Linked DNA regions of Sus scrofa: all the other regions are linked to region 3. The links are chromatin contacts, called in public Hi-C and HiChIP or PLAC-seq maps. All regions are on one chromosome and are shown on one strand. Each heading gives the region's core, a stretch centred on a gene start, on an enhancer-like site or on the middle of the called end of the contact. The rest is flanking DNA. Distances are from core to core; before and after follow the strand shown.

Region 1 (2,773 bases), core at 172-2,671, 670 kb after region 3:
CATGTAAAGAAAAATAATGCAGGGCACACTACAGTATATACCATTAAACACCGTAGGAATTGTGTTAGCTCTGTCAATATCACTACTTAAAGACAACTTTCAACAATAAGTTTTGTAAACAATGAAGAATTTCAATGGCAAATCCAGTTCTACAAGGGTTAAATCATAACCCACTGCAGTTGCCCAGCGACAGACAGTGCAACCTGAGAGGAATTCAGGATGAAGCACTGGGTGTTTTGGATAAAGAGGCCCTTAGATAATTCGAAACACATTTCAAGAAGAATTTTAATGATCCTGAATTCTTATATCTTCCCATTCATAGAAAAATACTAAAACCATTAACCTGAGATATCTGCTCTTTGTGATTAGCAGTAATCTTTTATCAACCTGTATGCCTAACCGCATTTATCTCCTAGCCAAAAAATTCACATACAATCTGGCTTCTCTACCTCTGCAGAGCGGCTGTCTCCCAGGCTAAAATCCTCACTCATATTCTGAATAAAACTTAAAACTCACAACACTTGGGCGGCCTGGCTTTAAGTCGACACTTCTTGGTAAGCTTCTCCCCCTAAATTTCCACTCTTTCAAGCCATGTTTCGCATAAAACATTTTTCCGGACCTATGCCTATGATGCCTAGACATTTACAAATTGAGTCCTTTACCAGTACTCGCGTGAGGCAACCCCGCTGGCCTCTAAGATCTTCCAGTAGACAAGGGTGAAAACAATGAATAAAAACCACTAACGTGACGTCTAAATCTCAGCAAACTTGGGCAACTTGACAACTCTAAAGGAAACTAACAATGACTAGGAAGGGGCTTGAGAGAGGCCGCACAACCCCAAATCCAAGGCAAGGTCACGGAGAAGCCATACCAACCAGGAGGCCAGGGAACGGAGTCAAATTCTCCTAGCTTCCAAAAAACCCTTTGCGGCATGCACGAGGCCAAGTCAGCAGAACCCTCCCCGAGACAAAGCCAAGGGAGCGGGGAGGCTCCGGGCACCTCCACACCCAGGTGCAGGCCCTTAATCAAAAAGCCCCTGCCCCAGGCCCGTTGCTCAGATGCACAGAGGAGCTGAGCGCGTCCCGGCCACTCACCCCAAAGAGACTGCGTGCTGTGATACCATCTCCAACTAGCTCCGCGGCCGAGAGACCATCCAGCAGCTCCCTTCACCAGCCCCGGGCAGTTGCCAAAGCCCAGGAGGCAACGCATCACCCGCGGGTCACAGCCTAGCCTCCAGGAGGCCGCCATCTTCCCAGCCTTCTCGCGGGCTGCCCTCAGCACAGCCTGTTCGCCCAGTCATCAAGGCCCTACAAGGCCCCGCCTCCCACCCCGTTGGACACGCCCCCTGGACGCCCGCGACTCGTAAACCGCAGGAATCAAGCAGCTCTTCTAGCTCCGCCTCCAAACTCGTTGGCCTCGCCTCCCGGTCATGAGGCTGCGCGGTTGGGCCTCCGGTCAGCGAGGCCCTCCCGGACCCGCCTTTCGTCTTGTCCGCCCCGCCTCCGGACTGCCCTCCACACCGCCTGATTGCATTTCTGGCCTCGCCGTGTTAGCCCCAACTGAGGGCCGGGAGCAAAGCCTTGCGAAGACCGGAGGGCGCGGGTACCTCTGCTCCCGGCCATGTCTGGCTGTCACGCTCCAGAGGGAGACTGTAGCTCGCGGCAATGCCTCGCGCAGGTAGGGGCGGGGCCGCCGGCGCCTTCTATTCCCTGGAAGCGAGGCGCCTGCGGGGCTCGGCGGCGGAAGCTAGGCGCGGGCGGGGTGGGGTTTCGGGCCGGACCCAACGGGACCCTCGCGCACCGCGGTTTCCGCTGCGGGTGCTGACCTAAGTCCCCGGCTCCCGCTGAGGTCTTTGCTCCACCGGCTGGGGTTCTCTGGAGACAGGAGCTGGGCACCAAACCTTGAATAAGGAAAAATAACGGAGGAGAGCGGTATTAAGTGTGTATTTCAAAGTAACTTCTCATGAAGACCGGGGAAACGTGAAGCCGCGGGTGAAACGGAGCTCAGACTATGAGCTCTTCTGCGCCCTGGCGACCAGCCTGACATTTGGCGCGTAGTAGGTACTTGGGAAACGTCCCCGAGCCGGATCTGTTCAGTAGCTGGCACTTTCTCTGCGCAAGTTGCTCTTTGCCTGCTTCTGTTTAGATTGGTTGTGGGATGATCTAGGAAGGATTTTTCCTTAAGCAGAAGTCACAGGAAGATTCCACCCTCGGGCTGCACATAACTTTTCATTCACTTCTGCATGCCAACAATTTATGGAACACCCATGTGCTCAGGGTGGTAATTAAGACAATGGCCTGGGTTCTGGAGGAGAGCTAGACCAGTAAACCATTACAAGTGAGAAGCGCTGCTGAAGAGACTGGGAATTCCCCCTCAAATCACGACCTGATTCTTTATTCCTCCTGTTATTCTTCCTTGGGGCAGAAGGTCCCAATTAAAAAGTAAAAGGTGGCAGATTTTATTAGGAAAAACTTATCAGCCAGTATTTCTGTGAATAAATGACTTTCCAGAGATGAGCAAAGTCACTTGTTTTCTTCCTCTCACTTATTACAATTTACGTATTTATTCCTCTTTTCACTGCCAACTAAAAATTGTCACCCACCCGCTGCCTCCACAAGGTTTAGGTCATTAGCCGCTGCAGTCAGCCGCTGACCTTCAGCACACTCTTGAAAGAAGGCCAGGGAGATCAGGAATGAGGCACTCTGTGTTCTGTGAAAAACTGGCAGACTAGGCCTTCTGATAGTTAGATATTTTCAGGAGATTTTATGACCCC
Region 2 (3,076 bases), core at 564-3,063, 580 kb before region 3:
TGCAGTTTCACTTCAACGTCCTCCAAAAAGAACTGCTCCCTTGGACTGGCCCGCTCGGCCACCTGGCAGACAGAAGTGCCCAGCACCTGGGGAGGCAGAAGGCTCTTGCCTTTGTCTGCCTGTTGAGCAGGGACCTGTGTGACCATCCCCACTGTCACTGGCCTAGGGCCTGTCATCATTAGCTCCGAGTTGGGCTCCACTGCCCTGGGCTTGCCTTCCTCTAAACCAGCCGTCACAATGCATCCCAGACAGTAAATCTGGCCTGGTGTTCTTTTCCCAGGCTTCCATCTCAGTAAATTCCAGCTGCAACCACAAATGTGTAGACCTCGCTGCCCCACCCCCACCGCTTCAACCCACTAGCAAGTCCTGTTGGGTCTGAAATACATTTGCATGGGCTCACCCTCTTCATCTCCGCACTGTCACTTCTCAGTAGCCTCTCAGCACAGTGACATCTGTCATTTGCCTCCCAATCCTTCATGTGCCTCATCACACCAACCGTCAGGTCCAGGGGTCCTCTAAGCTCTTTCCTGCCACAGGGCCTTTGCACACACTGCTTCCTCACCCCCTTCCACTCCCCATCCCCACGCAGCACTCTTTCCCCTAGTTTTCACATGATTGCCTCCTTCTCATTTTTAGGGCTCAGCAAGAAAGCCACTTCCTTAGATTTTCTCAGGCCATCCTCTCTAAAGAAGATTCCTCCTTTTCTTCTCAGTTGCAGAATCCCATTTGTCTCCTTCCCACTCCCCGATATCAACTCTTCTTTATGAATTTATGTGAACACTTATCTATTTAATGAGTCATTGTTTGTCTCCCCACTAGAAAGTACCATGAGGGGGAGAAGCTTGTCTGTGTTGCTCGACCTATATCCCCAGAACCAGCACAGGTCTACACAATGGATGTGCTCAGGAAATATTTGCTAAATGAACATAATAAATCCATGGGAGATGCATCGTGTTATTGCCTTGTTTAGACAGTCTGTGCTTCCTCGTCGTCCTCAGTATAGGTGCCACTCCATGTCCCGTGGCAGTTTCTTTTCCTCTCTCCTCCCTTCCCTCCTCTCACTCTCCCTTTCTTTCTGTCTGTCTCTCTTTAGGGCTGCACCTGCAGCACATGGAGGTTCCCAGGCTAGGGGTCAAATTGGAGCTGTATCTGCTAGCCTACACCACAGCCACAGCAACACCAGATCTGAGCCACATCTGCAACCTACACCGCAGCTCACGGAAACACCAGATCCTTAACCCACTGAGCGAGGCCAGGGATCGAACCTGTGTCCTTAGGGATACTAGTCGGTTCTTTACTGCTAAGCCACAACGGGAACTCTGAGTTACAGTTTCTCCACCACCTGCCTTGAGCTCACCTTTACCAGCTTCCTCATCAGCCCTGTGGGGGGCAAGATGGAAAGGGTTAAACCAGAAGTGGTGCCACATTGCAGACGGAGCACTGGCCCCAGGGAGTAGATATGATCCTGGGCAGAGCTTCGATTCTGTGATGTCTAATTTTTTCTTTTTAAAACAATAACGAGCATCAAGCTCTGGACACAGAAGCCAGGGGAGCAGCTTGAGATCAGCAGGGACAGCTCTCAGCGCCTCCGGTGGCTGGGGAGAGATGCGGGTGTCCCACGCCCACGGCCCATCGGAGAGCAGGGGCCACGCCCACCTTCTTCCCTCACCATCTCCGGCGCCTGCTTACATGGTATTTGGCATCGCCCTGCATTTTGGGTGATGAAGTTGAGTGAAAGCACGTACATGGGGACCAGAGAGCCTGTCCCACTCATGTCACAACTAAGAGGCAGCGAGACTGCAAACAAGCCCCCAGGGGGCGTGGTCCCTGTGAGGGACACCCCACGTTAGAGACCTTGACCGAGACTTCAGGTCGCTGGTGAAGGTGTCCTTCCAGCCCAGCTTCGTTCTGCTCCCCACCCTGACACATTTATCTGGCAAATTAAACTCATCTCTGCCGGCTCCTTGCAAAATGGCTCTGCTCCAGCCTCTAAGCTCAGCACCAGGCGGCTGCCAGGTGCCTGCAGAAAGCATTTCCTACAGTTCTGGGTGGGGCCTCTGGCCTCAGCCCTGACCTCTGCAGTGTGGGGGTGGGGGGGAGTGGAGTTTCGAGAAAGAGCTGGCACTTTCTAGGTGTTTCTCCACCGACACAGCCCTTCTGAACGGCGTGAGCTTTTCCTTAGCAGACTCAGAAACCTGTTTGTGTTTCTCATCAACCCAGTGGGATGGATCTGCCGACAGTGGGACCCACTTCGACTTTGTCACATAAAGCCTCTGGCCGTCATGTGCCCTAAGCCATCCTCAGGTCAGGAAACAGAGGCTCAGAGACGTGAAATAACTCACTGGAGCTCACACAGCTAAGTGTCTTCTGGTCCCATTTCTTTGGGGTGGGGGGGACGGGGAGCCGCAACCACTACATGCAGAATTTCCCTGGCCAGGGGTCGAACCCGAGCCATAGTAGTGACAATGCTAGATCCTTAATCACTAGGCCACCAGCGAGCTCTGGTTTTCCATTTCTGGAAAAACTAAGGCACAGGAATTTACAATGCGAAGAAGCCTTTTTCCAGGGCAGGGGGAACAGAATCAAAATCAAGGAGAAGACGTGGGTGGGGAAGGTGGGGGCTACTGGCCCCCTGAGGCTGGGAACGCCAGGCTGTCCTGCTGGGGAGGGAGCTGCTCCAGATGGACTCGAGTTCAGAGGGACCTTGTGACATTCAGGGCAGTTGGGAACAGAGGACAGAACCAAAGAAGAAAGCTGGGGGTTGGGGAGGGGCCCATGTCAGAGGGCTACAGCTCCTGGCAGCAGGACGTGGTTATTCCAGGCAGCAGAGGGAAGATTGGGGCCGGGAGGAAGGGGGGTGGGCAGGAAATGCTGCTGGCTTTGTGGAGAGCGTCTCTGGCTCTGGGGAGGCTTCAAGCCCGTGCCTTATGTTGAGATGTCTGTGGCTTTCTCGAAAGCCTCTGTCTGAAGGTCCTCACGAAACTGGTCCAGCGGCCACTCAGCTCTCCTGCCAGCTGGCATCTCAAGTATCATTGGTTGAGTGAGTGAGTGAAGGGGTGTGTGTCTGGAGAGGAGG
Region 3 (3,105 bases), core at 473-2,972:
GCAGCGGCTCGTTGTACTTGTCCCACATGCCAGCCACCCGGTAACCGTGCACCAAGCCCGCCTCATTGTCCAGAAAAACCAGCGCCCCGCCGGGGCCGCGGTGCAGGTTGCTCGTGGCGCGTTGCATGACCCTCGGGTCCCACTGCAGGCTGAAGAGGTTGCTGACTAGCCGGTCGAAGTTGGCTGTCAGGTAGTCGAAGAGGATCAAGTCGGTCCATTGCACCAGGTCCACCAGCTCCGCCTGGCTGCGGTTGGCCAGCTCGGCCCCCACGGCGCGCAGGGGCCGCAGATGGCCGTCTTCAGAGCGCCAGGGTGCGGGCACCACCACGTCAGTGAGGTTGGGCAGCCACCGAGTCAGGCTTACTACGCTGCCCTCGGTCCAGTGAGCGGCACGAAGCTCTTCCTGCACCTGAGCCCACTGCGCGCCCCGAGCTTCCACCCGAGCCAGTGCCAGCGGCGGCACGTGGCGCTGGAGGCCCAGCAGGCGTGCCAGGTAGTAAGACAGGGCCTCGCCCTGTATCTGCTCCGGGTTGATGCCGTAGCGCACGCAGGCGCGGGTGCCGTCGGCGAAGCGAGCCAGCCGGTTGGAGCTGCGCCCGCAACCCCCGCGCTCCAGGGCCACCACCCGGGCGCTGCGCGCCGCCTCCAGCCACGCCGCCGCCTGGGCCTCGGAGAAGCCCGGGGGCACCTGCTCCTCCAGGCCGCGGCTCCAGAAGACGCCCCCGTGCACCGCGGCGCGTTCCTCCGGCCAGGACCGTCCGGTTGGCACGTGCCGCCTGCGCTCACCCGGGGGCTGCCCGGGCGGGCCGTCAGAGCTCGCCGCCAAGGTGAGCAGAACCCGGAAAGTTTTCAGGGAGCCGCCGCGGGCGTCCCGCGCCAGGGGCGGGGGCAGAGGGAAGCGAGGCGCTGGCTCCCGGCCTCCGCTCCGGGCCGGGCGCCGAGGGAGTCGGTCTTTGGGCGTCTGAGAGGCGGGCAGCTCGGTCCGCGGCGGCAGGAGCCCGCCCCACAGCGCTAGCAGCGAGCCCAGCGCCAGTAGCCAGAGCCCCGCGGTGGCGGCGGCGCCCCGCATCCTCCAGCCCATGCTTCCCCGGCCGGGCCGGTGCCGCCGCCGCTTCAAGCCAAGCCCCGGCGCCCGGGTCTCGGCGGCGAGGCGGGCCCGGCAGCTCGTTGGCTCCGGGGCTCCGGGCGCCTCAGCTCCATCGCTGCAGCGGGGCGCTGCGAGACTAGCCGGCGCTCTGCCCGGCGCTGAGAACTAGCCTCGCTGCCGCTTCCCAGCTGCTTTTGTATTTCGCTGTGAGACCCTCCGGCGGGCGCGATTCACAGGCGCCCGGACCACGTGGGAGCGAGGGGGGATCCCCCTCCCCCTCCTCCTCCGCCGCTCCCCGCCCCCCTTCACTCCCCCGCCCCTTCCTCTTCTCTTCCCCTTAAAGCGGCGATGGCTCTTTCCAAGCGGGAGAAGCGGTCCCACACTCACTCAGGGACTTAGGGGCCAGGAGCAGGAAGCCGGGTTGGCGGCGCCCGCGTGGGGGCGTCGGAGCCGGCAGCACCGAGCTGAAGTCACGCGGGGTGGGAGCTACGCGCCTCTGGCTCTCGCGGGGGTTAGAGTGGTCGCGGAGTCCCTGCACTAGGGAAGCTCCCGTCCTCCAGCAAAGTTCAGACTAACCCCCACCGCTCTCTCCGCGCCGCCCGGCGTGGATTGGGGCGGGTCCCTTTGCCTTCTCCGTTGCAGACGGTGATTCACCCTGCCTTATGTAAATCCCTGGGAATCTCTCCGAGCCACAGAGGATATGACTCCAGCCCGGTTAGGAGAACCATCTGTAGCAAACAACTTTGAACCGACACCCCCTTTCCTGAGCGCGCTCACCACACTGGTCCCTGAGGGCTGTGCGCTTTGAGGTTGGTAGCTCCGCCTTTCCCGAGGGACTCACTGGGAATTAAACTTTGCTGTGCCCAAACACCTAGGCAGGTGTTCAACAAAGTATCTGTCCTCAGTTCTGGTCAGAGAGCAGTAAAATGCGGAGATGCGGTCCCCGTGCTTACGAAGCTCACATTCTAGGGAGATGTACCGGTTGCCCCAGAGAGCTTTGTTACCGAGGATCAGATCTGATGCAGGAGAAGGGGCTTCGGAGACCATTTCTCCAATGAAATGGTCCTCTTTTGCCCAGGAGGAAACTGAGGCAGAGAAGGGATAGGCGAACTCAAGATCCCAGAGGTAGCAAGTGGAGAAACTAAAATTCAAACTGAGGTCTCTGGGCAGCATGCCACTTGATTTTCCCTCTAGGGAGAAAGTTCACTATCTTTATCAAGTTGTTAGCATTCTCCTTTTTTAAAAGACCATTGTCATTTAGCTAGTCACTATATTCCTCAAATAGGATTTTCAATTCAACAAATGAAAAAAAAAATCCACCATATTGCATTTGACTTCATAGTTTAATGGTTTAAGGGAAGAAGTGGTTGGAGGAGGGGGTGGAGGAGCAAAAAAGTAAAGAATAAAAAAACAAAACAAAACAAACCATATTGTCTTCCAGCCACTTTTGCATTCAGTCCTCCTAGAGAGCTCTTGGATAAGAATCGGCTCTCCCTCTCACTTCCCTGAATGAGCCTGTGTCCCAGATCCAAATCAAGATTCTCAGGTAAGACACAAGTTTGGGGGGGATGGGGGTGGAATCCACCTCTGAAAGCAGGAGTTTGAAATCTGTTTCCTTTCATGTGTTTCTTTTCTTTCTTTTTATCCCCCATCAGATACAAATGGGGGTTTTCACTGCAACAGCTCATGACCTGGCCTTGATTATATTTATGCTCCAAAGAATGAATATTCTAGAGTTAGAGGGCAGATACTCTAAAGTTTGTGACTAAGAGGGTCCAAGGACCACACCTGGGGCCTTCCAGTGCTGATCCAGTGTAGTGTCAAGTGTTTCCATAGTGACTGAAGTGTTGGGTCTTTGCTGAATCTCTTCTGCACCCCACGGTGGCAGTACCATGCCATTTTATACATATTACCTGATGATATTACTATGGCCCCCATATGGATATATCAAAATCTTAATTCATTAAAGGTACTCTCTTCATGCTCTGTGCAAACTCCTAACCCTCATCTTTCCCTAA
Region 4 (3,051 bases), core at 219-2,718, 790 kb before region 3:
GGTGGGTTTAGAATCCAGCGTTGTGGTGTAGGTCACAGACGGCTCAGACCCTGCGTTGCTGTGACTGTGGCATAGGTTCGCAGCTGTGGCTCTGATTTGATCCCCAGCCTGGGATCTATGCCACGGTGCGGCCCTAAAAAGACAAAAAATTTGCTGTTGCTTAAAGCTTACTAGTGCCACAGAATTTGTGAGTGGTTTTCCTAACCCATCTGGACTCTGAAATACTGTGTTTTGTGAAGGGGTGAATGAAAAGGGGAAGGAGGTAGACATTTATCCTACAAAGACTGAAAATCAATGTTCAGTTTAAGAACAGGCTGTGTGAAAGGGTGGGGAAGCCATCCTGACTTAACTGCCACACACCCTGCCCTGCTCCCCGACCCCCACCACGCACAGCATGGAACAGCCCTGCTTCTGCCAGCTCAGCCATGGGCTGTCTCCGTCAGGTCCATACAGTTGAATTGCAGGGTCAACCAAGGGCTAAACAGGGTCTCTGTGCTCCATGTAGTCGATCAGGTGCCTTGTTTCTAAACCCGTGTGATGAATGTAGGTTCACGTTTATCTCTCAAAGGCATGAGTTTTTAACCTTAGACCACATCTTGGTTGCAAGGATATGATCCAAACCGTGTTCCCTGATTGGCACCTCGTTGAATATTAACTTAGAAGAAAACACATGCCAGACTGACATGCCTACCCCTCCTGTTGGTTGTTGATACTTTCTTAGCCTCTACATTACACCAGTATCTTTACCCCACAAGTACTCTAAATAAAATGAAATACGGATATTTCAACTGTTTTTTAGTAAGACTGCTTTAATTTTTGTCTTTTTTCTATTTTGGAGACTCTGTAACTCACTAATAGGGAGGAAAAAATCATAGGCACTAATTTTCACTTGAAATGAAATTAATGTTCTGCCCTTTCAGGAAATAATAAATGAGGATTCATTCTAGTCCTTGGTTTAGGCTGTGGTTTCTGCCCCAGAGCCTGAAAGACTGCATTTCGCAAAACAAAATTAGGCCCAAGGGGAAAGAAACTAGTGAGAGTGTGAAACCAGACAACTGGTTGAACTTATTGTGAAACAGGTAAATGAGAAGCCTTAGTTCTCACCAGTTTCTGCGCTGTGTTCTCCCCGCCCCTCCTTAGCGTTCAGATGCTCCATGGATAAGTTTTGAAGTAATGGCTGTCTCTTGTGGGGCAGTTAAAATCATTTTTAATAAGCTTTCAAAGGGTCAACCCCTATTTCTTCTAAAATAGACTTAATTTCCCTACGTGGAATGTGAAAGCTGGTAAGACATGTAATTGCTTTATAAAACCCCACCTTTATTTTTAAATTAAATATTCAAAAGTGAAGTAGTTATTAATCCCAGAATAAGCTATAGAAATTTAAAAAAAAATTCTGCCTCTTGGGTTACATTTGACACTGTCAAAAGTTCAGGAAAAAACAGAAGTAAAACCAATGAATCATTGAAGTGGTAATTGGTAAAAGTTTATTGCACATGCACCAAAGGTTTGCAAACTGGGAGCATTTGAACCAAAACCTGGAATGCAGCTCAGAAGTGTATTGTTATAATGCAGCTTATCTAGCTTGGGGACAGTGTTTTTTTTGTTAATAGTTATTGTTTACAGTATTAGAATTTTCTTAAATGAAAGAGAATTGGTTAGTGTTTATTATCAATTTGGGGGAACAGTTTAAGTTTCGCTTATGGTTTTCAGAGGCATAAGCAAGAAGTGACATAGGTCAAGTTAGCCTCACTTGTCTTGCAAGATAAGCTAAATTAAGAGTTGCTTGAATGACTAGACTGTTTTGTCTTCTCAGGCAGTTTTCAGGTTTTAACAACACATCTAGTCCATTCTTACAGATGTCTGTTACAGTGTTGTCATAGTCTCAAAACTAACTTTTGTACAAGGACCAGCAGGGGTAGGATTACTTCGTAAAGTGATGGTTGTAGCCTTGGCAGAAAATGATGCATAATCACAAAGTTTTTGCTAGGCTGGGTAGGGTTTTGTACATTTTAATATAAAAGTGGGTCAGCAAGTCTGATCTTCACAGAATTTATGCTACGGAAAGCTAAATAATAGAACTGCACTGAAAAATAGATCTCCAAATCCTGAAAAATAATCCTTCCCCTTCTTACCCCACTTTCCTCCTAGCTGCTCTATCCTGACTGGCAGAGGGTGATTTAAAAATAGAGCGCGAGTTCTGTCTGAGGAGGTCTGGCCTCTTCGTCTTAATCCTTAGTTCCTTTGCCCAGGCTGGTCATTTCACTTGAGGTGTCTAGATAAAGTAGACAAAGCCCCACCGAAAGGGCTTAAGGATGGTAACTAGTCATTCCTTCTTAGACTAGTTAGGAGCCTGAACGTAGAATTTATTTCCAACTGATTTGAGATTCCTTTGGAGCCATTGTGAAAGATGGAAAGGAAGTAAGGCAGGTTTTCTGAATACAATTAGAGTAATAGAATTGAAATTGACTGTTTTTTATGCCTTTAGGGTCCATGTTTTTGGAATTTTTTTTTCACTACCCACAATAAATTAGACTAGATAGAGATAAATGAATAAATAATATGTACCCACCTAACATGAAAGGTTTATCAAACACTTGCTTTTAGTACATCTGATGCATTCTGATATTTTCTGTTCTTTTTTCACTTATAAAATATAGTCCCCAGAGCACAAATGGGTTTATCACAATGCCTTGCCTCCAGAGTCAAGATCTGAGGATTTAAAGTAGCCCAGAAGGCTAGAGGCCAAGTACACATACACACACAGTCAAGTGTCCACTGGGGTTAGTGGGGCCTTCCAGACTGTGCCTTGCTCTTGTTCCACCCAGTCTGGGCTCCAGCCCCATCCCCCACCTCACGCCACCACCCCACCCACCCCTGCCCACTCACAGTCTTGCCTCTTGGCTGTTCCTGATGTTCTTGCCTCTCTCTCCTTGACTCAGCCTGAGGTAGTCAGTTTTATTAAAGGAAAGCTCCGGTTCCACTGCTCCTCTGAATTCTTCTATGGACTGAAGGGCTAGTAAAACAAGATCCAGGAGTCCCCATTGTGGCTCA

The links. A called contact is a pair of places that touch in the nucleus more often than the background predicts. HiChIP or PLAC-seq counts read pairs in DNA pulled down with a chosen protein or histone mark.
Region 1: a contact with region 3 is called in a Hi-C map of fetal skeletal muscle, with 2.6 times the contacts expected there. The contact joins the promoter of APIP here to the promoter of FJX1 in region 3. A contact is called at or near these places in 1 of 5 promoter capture datasets (liver), 2 of 47 Hi-C or Micro-C datasets (embryonic fibroblasts and fetal skeletal muscle) and 1 of 2 datasets of contacts at active chromatin or transcription factors (alveolar macrophages).
Region 2: an H3K27ac HiChIP or PLAC-seq map of alveolar macrophages shows a contact between it and region 3. The contact joins the enhancer-like site here to the promoter of FJX1 in region 3. A contact is called at or near these places in 3 of 5 promoter capture datasets (fetal skeletal muscle, liver and skeletal muscle), 25 of 47 Hi-C or Micro-C datasets (alveolar macrophages, brain, embryonic fibroblasts and 15 more) and 2 of 2 datasets of contacts at active chromatin or transcription factors (alveolar macrophages and skeletal muscle).
Region 4: an H3K27ac HiChIP or PLAC-seq map of alveolar macrophages shows a contact between it and region 3. The contact joins the enhancer-like site here to the promoter of FJX1 in region 3. A contact is called at or near these places in 9 of 47 Hi-C or Micro-C datasets (embryonic fibroblasts, fetal skeletal muscle, fibroblasts and 5 more) and 2 of 2 datasets of contacts at active chromatin or transcription factors (alveolar macrophages and skeletal muscle).

Annotation. Positions count from the first base shown.
Region 1 is chr2:26,093,599-26,096,371 of Sscrofa11.1, forward strand. APIP (methylthioribulose-1-phosphate dehydratase) reads left to right here and starts at 1,422. Exons shown (of 8, transcript XM_003122870.3): 1 at 1,422-1,677. The coding sequence starts at 1,621. PDHX (pyruvate dehydrogenase protein X component, mitochondrial) reads right to left here and starts at 1,297. Exons shown (of 13, transcript XM_003122869.4): 1 at 1,095-1,297. The coding sequence starts at 1,248.
Region 2 is chr2:24,845,243-24,848,318 of Sscrofa11.1, forward strand. The region is part of intron 1 of LOC102163604 (a long non-coding RNA gene); the gene reads right to left. Among named protein-coding and RNA genes, the nearest start is that of COMMD9, 28 kb to the left of the region's middle. Within about 2 kb of position 1,814, at least 8 of the 83 cell types and tissues checked have an H3K27ac peak or open chromatin away from gene starts, as enhancers often do. A contact at or near this core is called in alveolar macrophages, omental adipose tissue and skeletal muscle, where this site is marked.
Region 3 is chr2:25,421,827-25,424,931 of Sscrofa11.1, forward strand. It overlaps FJX1 (four-jointed box protein 1), which reads right to left and starts at 1,723. Exons shown (of 1, transcript XM_003353898.4): 1 at 1-1,723. The coding sequence starts at 1,081. It also overlaps a transcript of PAMR1 not described here.
Region 4 is chr2:24,627,478-24,630,528 of Sscrofa11.1, forward strand. It overlaps a transcript of TRAF6 not described here. Among named protein-coding and RNA genes, the nearest start is that of TRAF6, 21 kb to the left of the region's middle. Within about 2 kb of position 1,469, at least 4 of the 83 cell types and tissues checked have an H3K27ac peak or open chromatin away from gene starts, as enhancers often do. A contact at or near this core is called in alveolar macrophages, where this site is marked.